Linked DNA regions of Zea mays: region 2 is linked to region 1. The links are chromatin contacts, called in public Hi-C maps. All regions are on one chromosome and are shown on one strand. Each heading gives the region's core, a stretch centred on a gene start, on an enhancer-like site or on the middle of the called end of the contact. The rest is flanking DNA. Distances are from core to core; before and after follow the strand shown.

Region 1 (6,567 bases), core at 3,042-5,541:
TCGGACTGACGCCTGGTGCGGGTGCCTCTCGGTTTGGAGCTTCTCTGGTTGGACTTTTTTCTCTGCTTGCATGCTCTCTCCCTATATGTATCTAGCGGTATACTACTTATGTCGCCTCCAGATGCCCAGGTCTTCGTTGTGTTCTTCTCCGGCAACGAACAGGTATGCCCGCCTCTTCCCTTCCCTTCTTGCTCTACGAAACCTTGGAATTGGGGGAGGCGAGTGATGGGGTCCCTAATTTGTTGCCTATGATACCTGTTCGATGGCTCGACATCGCCTGTCTACATGGATTTTCTCTTACCGTGGTGTCAACTCGGTATGCTTCTACCACTTCTATATAATTGTCACCCATCCTTCTGTTATTGCAAAAATTATTATGTTGTTCCTCTGTTGTTTTGGGTGTTAGTTTTTTGTTGTGCTAAGGACTGAACATAACTTGGGTGTGTTAATACTTTATTTATTATCTGCACGTGGTTTGTGTTCTTCTGATGATAGCTCATGGATCCTGCAGAATATGTGTTAGGATTTGGAGATCCATGCGGGCACTACCACTGAGTGCTCGTCCCTTGTGTTCTTGGCTCTTGCATGCATTAGGTCGTTTCTAAGACCACATTGGTGCAATGGACTCCATGATGTTTTGAGGTTATTGAACTGGATGAAGCAGCAATGATTTGTCACGCTAATAGTAAAAGGAAAGGCTATTTGTTGGTTTTAAATGTTAGTAAGTGCTACGAAGTAACATAATTTGTATGGAGCACATCCAGTTTTTATTGATGCCTGACTTTAGCAACCACTCCATATTTTGATCTATCTTTTTTATAACTTTGAGTTCATATGACTTATTTTAGAAACTTGAGCTCACAAACTTCCTCTTATTTGATCTCTGTATGGTGGAATTATGTCATTCTATAATCTCTGTTCGTTCGGTCAGTCGTTGTGAACTCTCTTCTAATCGCTCCCTTCATTGGCCGTGTTGTACAAAGACATATTGGATGGAGTAAAAAACAACATCAGTTAGTCAAATAAAAAAATATTATATAGAGAGTGGAGACAATCAATAAAAAAATCTTGAGATTTTTTGGTGGATAGTTTACGTGGATATTGTTGTGAGCCATCCCAACGCACGGGCAACCGACTAGTCTCTAATCTCTACTATACTTAAAGCACCAGTTTCAACGGTCGTCCCGCGTCATATTTTTACAAATAACCCCTCACATCTATCTTAAATTAACCCTGCATCCCTCCATGCACACAACCTCCATGTCCGGCCTGTTAGCCAGTCAGGTTAAATTAGCGTAAAATATTTAAGAAAAGTGGTGCAGGAGGTGGGGGTTCAAACCTAAGCCCTGATGGAAGAAGGGTGGGAGACACCGAGTGAAGTCGTCTAACCAGTGGAACATCATGGTCAATTGTTTTTAATATTGAATATAAATTTTACATATGTATATACGAGTTTTGTAAAATAAAAAATATAATCGTGTCAGGCCGGATCAGCACTACGGGCCGAGGCTACGGCCCAAGCACGACACAATGATCGTGTCGGGCTGGCCCAGGCACTATTAAATGGGTCGTGCCTCGGACCAGCCCGCCAGACACGACCCATTTGGCCATTTATACCTCCGCATGATAATGATGGTCCTCGCCTTAGTTGCCGCCACCTCGTTCATCATCCTGCTTCTGTTCTCTCTCCCCTCATGCCTCCGCCTCTGTGCCACCCATTCTCGGCAGAGGGTGTGGGAGCAGGCGCCTCCTCCCCGTATTCGTCTGACACCAGCCCCGACACTGACCCGCGTAGTGGCTATTGCACGTCCATGAGGGTGTTTCACAGCATGCATGCACCATCGTTTTCGCCATCGTCGGATGTCCCGTTCGTCTTCTCGGCCTTCGCCCTATTCTTCCTCCCCAACCTGCTGCCCCTGCCCACGGTTACAGCCGCGAGTCGACCGATGCTCGTCAACGCGGATACGAGCGAGACGGTCTTGCTCCTGGCTTTTCTTCATGTGTGTCGCCGAGGAGGACACGATGGTTCCTGCCACGCTTATGTTATCTTGGTGATGACAAGTCTAGATCTGAGATATTGGACAATCAAAGCCTGTAGCGCGGCAGCAGTCAGAATATGCTACAGAGTTGGTGGTGGTGTTGTGTCACCTCGGCGGGTCCAGGGTTAGAAGGCATTCACATTCTCTCGCCCTTTTCGAACTGACGCCTGGTGTGGGTTCCTCTCGGTTTGGAGCTGCTCTAGCTGGGCTTCTTTCTCCGCTTGCGTGCTCTCTCCATGTACGTATCTAGTGGTATACTACCTATGTCGCCTCCAGATGTCCATGTCTTTGTCGTGTCCTTCTCCGGCAACGAACAGGTATGACTGCATCTTCCCTTCCTGGTCTACGAAACCTTGGAAGTGGGAGAGGCGAGGGATGGGGGTCCCTAATTTGCTGCCTATGGTACCCATTTGATGGCTCGGTATCACCTATCTACATGACCTTTCCTTTACCACGATGTTGACGTGCTTAGTCAAATCAAAAAAAATTATGCGAAGAGCAGAGACAATCAATAAAAAATCTTGAGATCTTTTTGGTGGATAGTTTACGTAGGTATTGTTGTGAGCCATCGCAACGCACGGGCAAACGACTAGTATACTTAAAGCACCAGTTTCAACGGTCATCCCATGTTATCTTTTTACAAAAAAGTCCCTACATTTCTTCCAAATCAACTCAACGTAAGATGTTAAAAAGCTGTGTAGAAGGTGGGGTTTGAACCCACACCCTGATGGAAGAAGGGTGGAAGACATTGGACGAAGCTGTCTAACCAGTAGAACATCATGTTCAGGTGTTTATAATATTGAATATAAATTATACATATATTATATATGATTTTTTGTAAAATAAAAAAATAATCGTGTCGGGCCGAGCCAGCACTACGGGCCGAGGCTACGGCCCAAGCACCGCACGACGCTCGTGTCTGGTTGGCCCAGTCACTATTAAATGGGTCGTGGCTCGGGTCGTCACGCCAGACACGGCCCATTTGTCCATCTATACCTCCACACGATAATAATGGTCCTCGCCTCACTTGCCACCACCTCGTTCGCCATTCTACTTCTTTTCTCTCCCCTCATGCCTCCACCTCTGCGCCACCCCATTCTTGGTAGAGGGCGTAGGAGCATGCACCTCCTTCCTGTATTCGTCCGACACCAACTCGCGCAGTGGCTATTGCACGTCCACGAGGACATTTCACATCATGCACGCACCATCGTTTTCGCCGTTGTCGGACGTCCCGTTTGTCTTCTCGGCCATCGCCCTGTTCTTCTTCCTCAACTTGCTGCCCCCGCCCACGGTCGCAGCCGCGAGCCGACCGACGCTCGTCGACGCGGGTACGGGGCGAGTCGGTCATGCTCCTGGCCTTTCTCCGTGCATGCCGTCGAGTAGGACATGGTGGCGCCTGCCACGCTTAGATTATCTTGGTGATGAGGAGTCCAGGTCTGAGATATTGAACAACCAAGGCCCATAGCGTGGCAGCAGTCGACATATGCTAGGGAGTTGGTGATGGTGTTGTGTCGCTTCGGCGGGTCCAAGACTAGGAAGACACTCGCATTCTCTCGCTCTTCTCAGATTGACGCCTGGTGCGGGTGCCTCTTGGTTTGAAGCTGCTCGGCTGGGCTTCTTTCTCCGCTTGTGTGCTCTCTCCCTATATATCTAGCGGTATACTAACTATATCGCCTCCAGATGCCCAGGTCTTCGTCGTGTCCTTCTCCAGCAATGAACATGTATGTCCGTCTCTCCCCTTCCCCTCCTGCTCTACGAAACCTTGTAAGTGGAGGAGACGAGGGATGGAGGCTCTGATTTGCTGCCTATGGTATCCGTGCGTTCATAAAAAATAATAAAATATTATGCTAAGAGCGGAGACAATCAATAAAAAAATTTAAAGATCTTTTTGGTGGATAATTTACGTGGGTATTGTTGTGAGCCGTTGCAACGCACGAGTAATCGACTAGTTATTTTTAACATCATTCTTTTTTTGTCACCAAATTGGTAAGATTAGCAAAAAAAAGGAAATCAGTTAAAGTCACACTTGGACGTCTCTAGGACACCTTTATTTTTAATGCGATTGTCACCTTTTTAAATCGATTGTCAGATAAATTTTCAGCCCAAAGCAGGTTGAATCGAAGCTGTGCAGCTGCTCCCATGGCCTCGCGTTGCGCATTTCAGAAGTTCAGAATCACTTGTAGATAACCATTGCCATTGGGCCACTATGGGTCGCTTCCCTTGTGTGATGTTCTGCTTCGTTGAGTTTCAAACTTCACTTTGGGCCTGTCCATAAAAGAACTCCAGGTGCCTCCTTCTGTCTAATGGGCTGCAAAAGCCTATACCCTCGTTGGGAAACTAATTTCAGCCCATGAGAACACCACACACCTACACATCTTTTTATCAGATTTATGCCGGAGAGAAAAAAAGAGATATGGCTGAATGATCGATATAGCAAATTTCATCAAAATAGTTTATTCACATTTATAAACTAGCGGACAAGTACATGCGGCATGCATGTGTCTGAAGTCTTTCTTTAGTAGAAGTGCTGACTTCATGACTAATGCATTTTACAAAGACAAAAAGCATACTTTTAATTTAATGAGAATATAAAATTTAAACCCTCGGGTTCATGAAAAAAGTATCATGTAATTATATTATAATAGCAATTTGAACGTAAATAGTTTTAATATATGACAATAGAAATTTTTCTAATTTTCGTCGGCCAAGGGCCCTATAAAAATTAAGGCTTGCTTATAAAATTAGCTAGTTTTCGTCGTCAATCAACTCTTGCAAATAAAACAACAAAAATTAGCTAATTTTTGTGGGTTGCTCATGAAATTTTCATCGATCAAATGAGGCTCGTGAAAAATTAACTAGGTTTCGTTAGTCTAGTATGACCCCAGAAATTAGGGCTCAAAATGGGCGATGGAAATTAGCCTAGCTAAAATTAACTAGATTTCGTTAGCCTGACATCGAAATTAGGGTTTGGAGTGACCGATGAAAATTAGCCTAGCTAGTTTCTGACGATTATCAAATGCTGATGAAATTAGATAGTCTACTTTTTGTGGGCCAACCAAAGTCAACATGAATTAGTGTTACCAACACATAAAAGTTTTGCAATTTAACCATTTATATCCATCTATTATATATATATATATATATATATATATATATATATATATATATATATATATATATATATATATATATATATATATATATATATATATATATATATATATATATATATATATATATATATATATATATATATATATATATAGACACACACATCCATTCACAATATATATGTATATATTCATCCACATCACATACATTCAAACACATTGGCGTATACCCAAGAACGTGGTACCCAAAGTAAGCTCATAACTCATGAGGGCTCGTCTTGGACAACCAGGTCCCACCGAGCAACTCTGTGTGACGGATGGGCCAACCAGATCCCAATCGACTAACTCTGCGAGGCAGACGAGCCGACCAGGTCTCGACCGAGCAACTCTATGAGGCGGACAGACCGACCAGGTCCCAACCGAGCAACTTTGCGAGACAGACGGGCCCACCAGGTCGCACTGAGCAACTCTGTAAGGCGGACGGGCCGAGTAGGTCTCGCCAAGCAACTCTGCGAGGCGGATGGGACGACCAGCTCCCGCCGAGCAACTCTGCGAGGCGGATCGGACAACTAGGTCCCAACTCTGTGAGGTGGAGAAGCAAGAAGCCCACGATGAAAGTTGAAATACAAGTGGGCCTTGGTGCCATGCCACCATAACACACACACACGGCAGGAGCACACTCGTAGCCGGTTGACGTGGAGGCAAACCATGTACTATTACCCGACGCCAGCCACAGTGAGGCACATCGCCACACACACACACACACACACACACACACACACACACACACACACGCACGCACGCACGCACGCACGCACGCACGCACGCACGCACGCACGCACACCGTCTCGGATGACGCCACAACACGATGGAGGGATGATGGAGAGTCTCTGACAACGGGACGGGGCATCACCACGTATGACCCTCAGTATCCTTCGACTCCGGGGCATGGGTTCCACCATGTGTTTCTCTAGGGCATCACAACACCGGAGTCACTACAGTGACCCGCATATGGGGTAGATGGTGCGATCTGCCATACTAGGCGTACGAGCACGCACGAACCAGAAGACGACGTCAGGAGAGCTACATCAGCAAGACTATCGTAGATAATAGGTCACACCCTCCTTCGGATGACAAGTCCCTATGTAAGAACCCCAACCTAGAACTATAAAAGAGGAGGGTCAAACAACCAAGGGAATTTAGCCTAAGCTCTCCACTTCCTCATTCTCACACTTTCACCCATTGTAATATGCTCCAAAGAATACTACGATCAACACTACACTATACAAAGGCACAAGCCAGAACCAGTATAAACTCTCTATTGGAATCCCTCGATTCATCATTCGGAGTGAGTCCGCGCTAGCCTTCACCGCCAAACACATATTCTATAGTGTCCCTGGTTTCTAAAACCACAAAAG
Region 2 (5,967 bases), core at 2,950-5,449, 180 kb before region 1:
GCGCCACCAGGCCGACGCGGCGCTCGCGCTGCTCGCGGACTGGTTCCTCGAGTCGTCCGGGAGCGTCTCCCTGGCCGCGGCGGAGCACCCCAAGCTCAAGGCTTTCCTGCGCCAGGTCGGCATCCCGGAGCTGTCGCGCGCTGACCTAACCCGCGGACGCCTCGAGGCGCGCTTCGCCGAGGCCCGCGCCGACGCCGCCGCGCGCGTCCGGGACGCGCGCTTCTTCCAGCTCGCCGCGGACGGGTGGCGCGACCGGGTAGTCACGCTCGCCGTCAACCTCCCCAACGGCACGTCCGTCTTCCACCACGCCGTGCCCATGCCGGCGCCGCCGTCGTCCGACTACGCCGAGGTGGTGCTGCTGGACGCCGCCTCGTCCGTCGCAGCCTCCGCCGACCTCCGCCATTGCGCCAGCGTCGTCGCTGACCGCTTCGGCTCCAAGGCTCTGCGCGATCTCGAGAGCAAGCACCCGTGGATGGTGAACCTCTCGTGCCAGGCCCATTGCTTGGCACGCGTGGCGAAAGACCTGGCGCGCGAGCTCCCTGTGGTCCATTCCGCCGCCACCAACTGTGCCAGGATGGCCGCCTACTTCAACACCACCCCGGCCGTGGGGGCGCTGCTGCGACGGCACCAAGTCCAGGAGCTTGGGCACGCTGGGCTCCTGCGCGTCGCGGCTCCGCTGTCGAATGGCGACACCGAGATCAGCGCGGCATTCGCGATGCTCGATGACGTGCTGACCTGTGCGCGGCCGCTCCAGCTCTCCGTGCTCGAGGAGCCGTTCAAGCTGCTGTGCGTCGACGACTCTACCGCGCGGGAGATGGTAGACATGGTGCACAGCGCGGCGTTCTGGGCCGAGGTGGAGGCGGCGCACTCGCTGGTGAAGCTGATCACCGACATGGTGAAGGAGATGGAGGCCGAGCGGCCGCTCGTCGGGCAATGCCTCCCGCTGTGGGAGGACCTGCGTGGCAAGGTCAGAGGCTGGTGCCGCAAGTTCAACGTGGACGAAGGCGTCGCCTTGAGCGTGCTGGAGAGGAGGTTCGGTAGGAGCTACCACCCGGCGTGGTCGGCGGCATTCATCCTGGACCCGCTGTATCTTATCAAGGACGTGAGTGGGCGGTACCTCCCGCCATTCAAATACCTCACCCCGGAGCAGGAGAAGGACGTGGACAGGCTGATCACGAGGCTGGTGTCGCCGGAGGAGGCGCACCTGGCGATGATGGAGCTGATGAAGTGGCGGTCGGAGGGCCTGGACCCGCTGTACGCGCAAGCGGTGCAGGTCCGGCAGCCCGACCCGGCGACGGGGAAGATGAAGATCGCCAACAAGCAGAGCAGCCGGCTCGTGTGGGAGACGTGCCTGAGCGAGCTGAAGTCGCTGGGCAAGGTGGCCGTGCGGCTGATTTTCCTCCACGCGACCGCGAGGGGGTTCAGGTGCACGCCGACGATGGCGCGGTGGCTGACCGCGCCCGGGGCCTCGTTGCGAGGCGTCGCCCGCGCGCAACGGCTGGTGTTCGTGGTGGCCAACTCGAAGCTCGAGCGGAGGGAGCCGTGGAGCGACGACGACCGGGACGCGGAGCTGCTCATGGAGGGAGACGATGACATGCTGACTGATCCGACCACCGCCATCGTGGTTCCCTCATCGGTGTAACAGGAAAAAAAAAGATGTGTTAATTGTTCTTTCCTTGTGGATTAATCTCCCTGCTGCTTGCAGTTAGCACCTGTAGAATCTGATGATCCTAGGTCTAGATTCTTTTTCATTTGATCTTTGTTTCGTCTCGTGGCCGTGCTTGTTGCTTGCTCCCTCCTCTTGTTTTGGTGGGGCGGGAGTAGCCAGGTAGGAGGAGCATGAGACGATGGAGATAGAGATTGCTGTTTCGTTATCAAAGTGTGGTTAATCAATGAATAATAAGTGGTGATGGTGACCCTCTCTCGTCCTGTTTCGCCATATACTATGTATATATGTATGTGGTTCTTGGCTTCTTGCTGATTAGTCAAGTGATGAATAGCCAGGAAATCGGGGCGAGTTTCTTGCGTGTAACGCAAATCGAAACAGGTTAGGTGTGGTATTCTCTTGTCCTAACCCAATTCGGGGAATTGATGCACGTTGCCTAGTACTTAACACTTAGTTTAAAATTTATTTAGATTATAATCTATCTAGATTATATAATACAACAAATTTTAAACTAACACTTAGTTCAAAATTTATTGGATAATCTGACCAGATTATATTGCCTCGGTGCATACTGTTTCACTTGATACCTGGTTTTTAGTCGGACAAGAACAGATATAAAAAAAAGCATATGTCAATCTCTGGTTAATTTTGTCAAACTATGACGGCAGTCATAATAATTACTGTTATCGTCGACAAGTTACCACATGTTATTATTATTATTATTATTATTATTATTATTATTATTTTTACCATTTTAGTTACTTTTAAATCTCTAGCTCCTACGTACGTAGCTAAATTTTAGTCGCTTTTATTTTAGCTTTTTGGATCAAACAGCCAGTAAATTTGTAGGTGCATTGTATCTAAAATATAAAACACTTTTAAATGTACAGCGCAGCATTTTATATACTTAGACATATATTATAAAAAGAACGTACCATGTAAAATACCCCTCCGTCCCAAAATATAAATCATTTTAAGATTTTTAGATAACTAAAGTTTTTTTAAAAAAAATAACCAAATTTATACAATGAAGTAATAACATTTACGATATCAAATATATACCATTAGATTTTTTATTAAATATATTTTTTATACTGTATCATAAATCTTTATCATTCTCGCTATAATTTTAGTTAAACTTTAAACACTTTGACTCTCTGATAATCTTTAGATGGAATGACTTATATTTTAGATTAGATGGAATGACTTATATTTTAGAGCGGAGGGAGTAGAACTTTTTATAATTTTCAAAGCGAAGAAGTAACAAACCAAATTGCATCGATCGACGAGAGGAGATGGTGATAGCATTCTTTCTCAGGCATTGTTTAGCCGTGTTTTCACTGGATCGTCGGCTACCTTAAAGCTTAAAGTAATGGAGGGAAGAGGGGGGATACTCATACTCTGTTTTGGTCGCTACAACTACTACAATTGTGCCGGCGGTGTTGGTGGGGGTGGTAATTACTAGCGCATCCAAATCCATCATTGGGGGCGGGCGGGCATAGCATTCCTGTCTGTCTGTCAATCTGGACAACGCTCACGTCGCAATAGTGCCGGGCGAGGTACACTTGTCTACGGAAAAATTCCTTGGCTCTACGCATAGAGCACAGTGGCGGGCGCGCTGCAGACGGAGCCGGAGACGCAGACGCGGAGCCTACCTATCCCTGCCGCCCTGCGCTACATCACATACGTAGGAGTGCATGCATGCATGCATGCGCCTACTCGATCGCCCATGACGCGGACGGAGGCGCGCGCGCGCGCGATTCACCCCAGGCCAGGCTTCCCTGCCGCTGGCAGGCACTGGATGATGGCCGTGCTGCTGCGTGCCTGGCGCTCTGCTGCTGAAGTGAGTGAACCCTACCTTCTCTACAACAACACATTTACTGCGTTGCCTTCAAGAACAGGACATCCGTGGCGTGGATCTCTCCGTGCGAAAAAAAAAACTCGTAGCCTTGCGGTTGCGGAGGCGAGGGAGGGGGGCTGCTAGCTAGCTCTGCACTGTTTGCGGCGGGCGCGCGAGTGTAAGGGCTACAGTAACATTGATCATCCCCGGACCGGGACATTTCAGCCCTCTTCGAGCTCTGGTTGGTCTGGTGGTAGCAGCCCGGCCCCAGCCGAGCCGCCCCGCCGCGCCCCGCCCTTCTCGGAAAACCGCCTGAAATGGAAGCCATGGCTACGCAGCCGCGCGCGGCCATGTACGGGCTCCCTCTCTGCCTCTCTCTCTAGTCTCTCTGTCTGTCTCTGCGCGTTTTCCTTCAGAGCTTTCACAAGCTGATGATGGCGAGCCTCTTCTGCGCACCCTCTTGTTGCTGCCCCTCTTGAACGAATGGACGAGCGAGTTGGTGTCATATTCTCTAGCTAGCTAGGCTGGTACAAACGCATGGGCGGCGGGGGGGCATCCGAGGCAGATGGATCGTGTCGTGTCTACTGCTCTTCCGTTGCATTAGCTAGCCATACGGCATAGCAATAGCATAGCCTACATGGCTCTCTTTTACTCCAACAATCAAGCAGAGCTTCTTTTTCTTTTCTCTTTCCAATGAAAGGTACTGTTTGCGGCCTTGTGTCCCCTAGCTGCAGCTGCATGCACCCTACGGTACGGTGTGTGGTTGCCTCCTCTCAGCTGTCCCTGTCGTGCAGTTAATCCAGCAAAGCGAGAGAGGGAGTTTTCCTTTCCTTTGGAATTTCAAAAAAAAATTGTTGAGTCAGTGATCCAAATTATAAAAAAAACAGTCAAGTTAGTGAGCAAAGCGCAGACCCGTCGTCGGGAGGTTTAGATTGGATCGTTCCCTACTCAGCTTATGGTTTCATCTCTATAAATATATTTGTAAGCCGCAGCAAAAAGTTATCTCATTGTAAGAAGCAGGAGATAGTTATCGGTTCGTTTGAATTTTTTTCACGAGCTGGGCTACCATCCTAGCTCGGTTCATTAATGAGTCAGCTCGGTTTGTTAATGAGCTAGCTCACGAGCTAAACGATCTATCACATTTCAGCAAAACAAAACTATATGCATATCATTTACGTTACAATTGATGAACATGTTATATGTATGTGTGGTGTCTATGGCCTATGATTTAAACTAATGATCGATAACTGCGTTTATGTGTTAAATTGCTCTATGTGAATATAAATGCGGGTTAAACTGCTGAACATGTGTGTGAATAGTGAATTGATGAGTGGTGAGTTATGTTGATTTGATGTTACATTGATGTGGTCTGTGAAACTTTAAATATAATTACTATTTTATATTGTTAAATTAGTTTAAAATTAAATAAAAATTGATTAATATATATATACTCCCTCCAGTGCAGTAAAGTTAGTCGTTTAGGTCATGATTGTACATACCAAGGAGTGATTAATTATCATAGGGTTTTCCCTGTTTGCCCCTATTAAATAGGGATATGGGTGCATTAATGTCACTAAAACAATTAGGCTTGATTGGTTGCTGCAACAGATCCAAGGTATTCTAGACTGGAGGTCTCAAGTTCAATTCCTCTTAAATGCATCTTTTTTTTTGCAATTTCTAGGGGCAACAACGTCCAAATCCCAGACCCATGCGCGCTATAACTTCTTTTTGTGCACGCTCGGTCACGCGCAGGATGACTTCTTTTACTGCACCGGAGGAAGTATATATTATTTTTTCTTCTCCGTCTGGCGAGCTAAACGAGCCTAGCTCGTTACTTTAACGAGTCAAACCGAGCGAGAGATCGAACGAGCAGAGCCGAGCCAATTACCAATTACTCGATATCCATGCCTACACACACCACACGCACCGCATCCCATTAGGGAGAAAAGCCTGCTTCGTACCGGGTCCGTTGGTAGCTGATACACACATGGGTTTGTGTGTAGTTACACACCACACGCACCGCATCCCATTAGGGAGAAAAGCCTGCTTCGTACCGGGTCCGTTGGTAGCTGATACACACATGGGTTTGTGTGTAGTTGGGTGGGCTGTGGAGCCCTGCACCTGCACTCCCCGGCTCCCGCTGGTTCCTGCAGTACAGCCGCTGCATGCTTAGCCTCTGAACACACTGAACCAACTACTGATCCCCCAACCCACCTCTCCTCGATCCCCTTCCCTTTCGATGCTGCAGCTGCAGCTGCAGGCAGGCGTCCAGCGATTGCTGCAGCTAGCTAGTGCGCGCACAGCGCAGTCAGTGGTGACTTTAATTACTCCAGGCGAGCCAAATACAATTGCCGCCTACATGGCCACGGGCAGCCACCTTGCATTGTCTAGTAATTTGACCGTACTATCACTCTGTCAGCCGTAGAAACAGTAACATTCCTTTGCTTCGTTCCCAACTTCC

The links. A called contact is a pair of places that touch in the nucleus more often than the background predicts.
Region 2: a contact with region 1 is called in a Hi-C map of leaf, with 5 times the contacts expected there. The contact joins two enhancer-like sites. A contact is called at or near these places in 3 of 25 Hi-C or Micro-C datasets (leaf and tassel).

What each region holds. Positions count from the first base shown.
Region 1 is chr10:104,894,310-104,900,876 of Zm-B73-REFERENCE-NAM-5.0, reverse strand. No RefSeq gene overlaps it. Among protein-coding and RNA genes, the nearest start is that of LOC118473520, 49 kb to the left of the region's middle. Within about 2 kb of position 4,291, at least 15 of the 20 cell types and tissues checked have an H3K27ac peak or open chromatin away from gene starts, as enhancers often do. A contact at or near this core is called in leaf and tassel, where this site is marked.
Region 2 is chr10:105,072,518-105,078,484 of Zm-B73-REFERENCE-NAM-5.0, reverse strand. It overlaps LOC103641528, which reads left to right. Exons shown (of 1, transcript XM_008664864.4): 1 at 1-1,924. The coding sequence ends at 1,642. Among protein-coding and RNA genes, the nearest start is that of LOC103641528, 4.1 kb to the left of the region's middle. Within about 2 kb of position 4,199, at least 13 of the 20 cell types and tissues checked have an H3K27ac peak or open chromatin away from gene starts, as enhancers often do. A contact at or near this core is called in leaf and tassel, where this site is marked.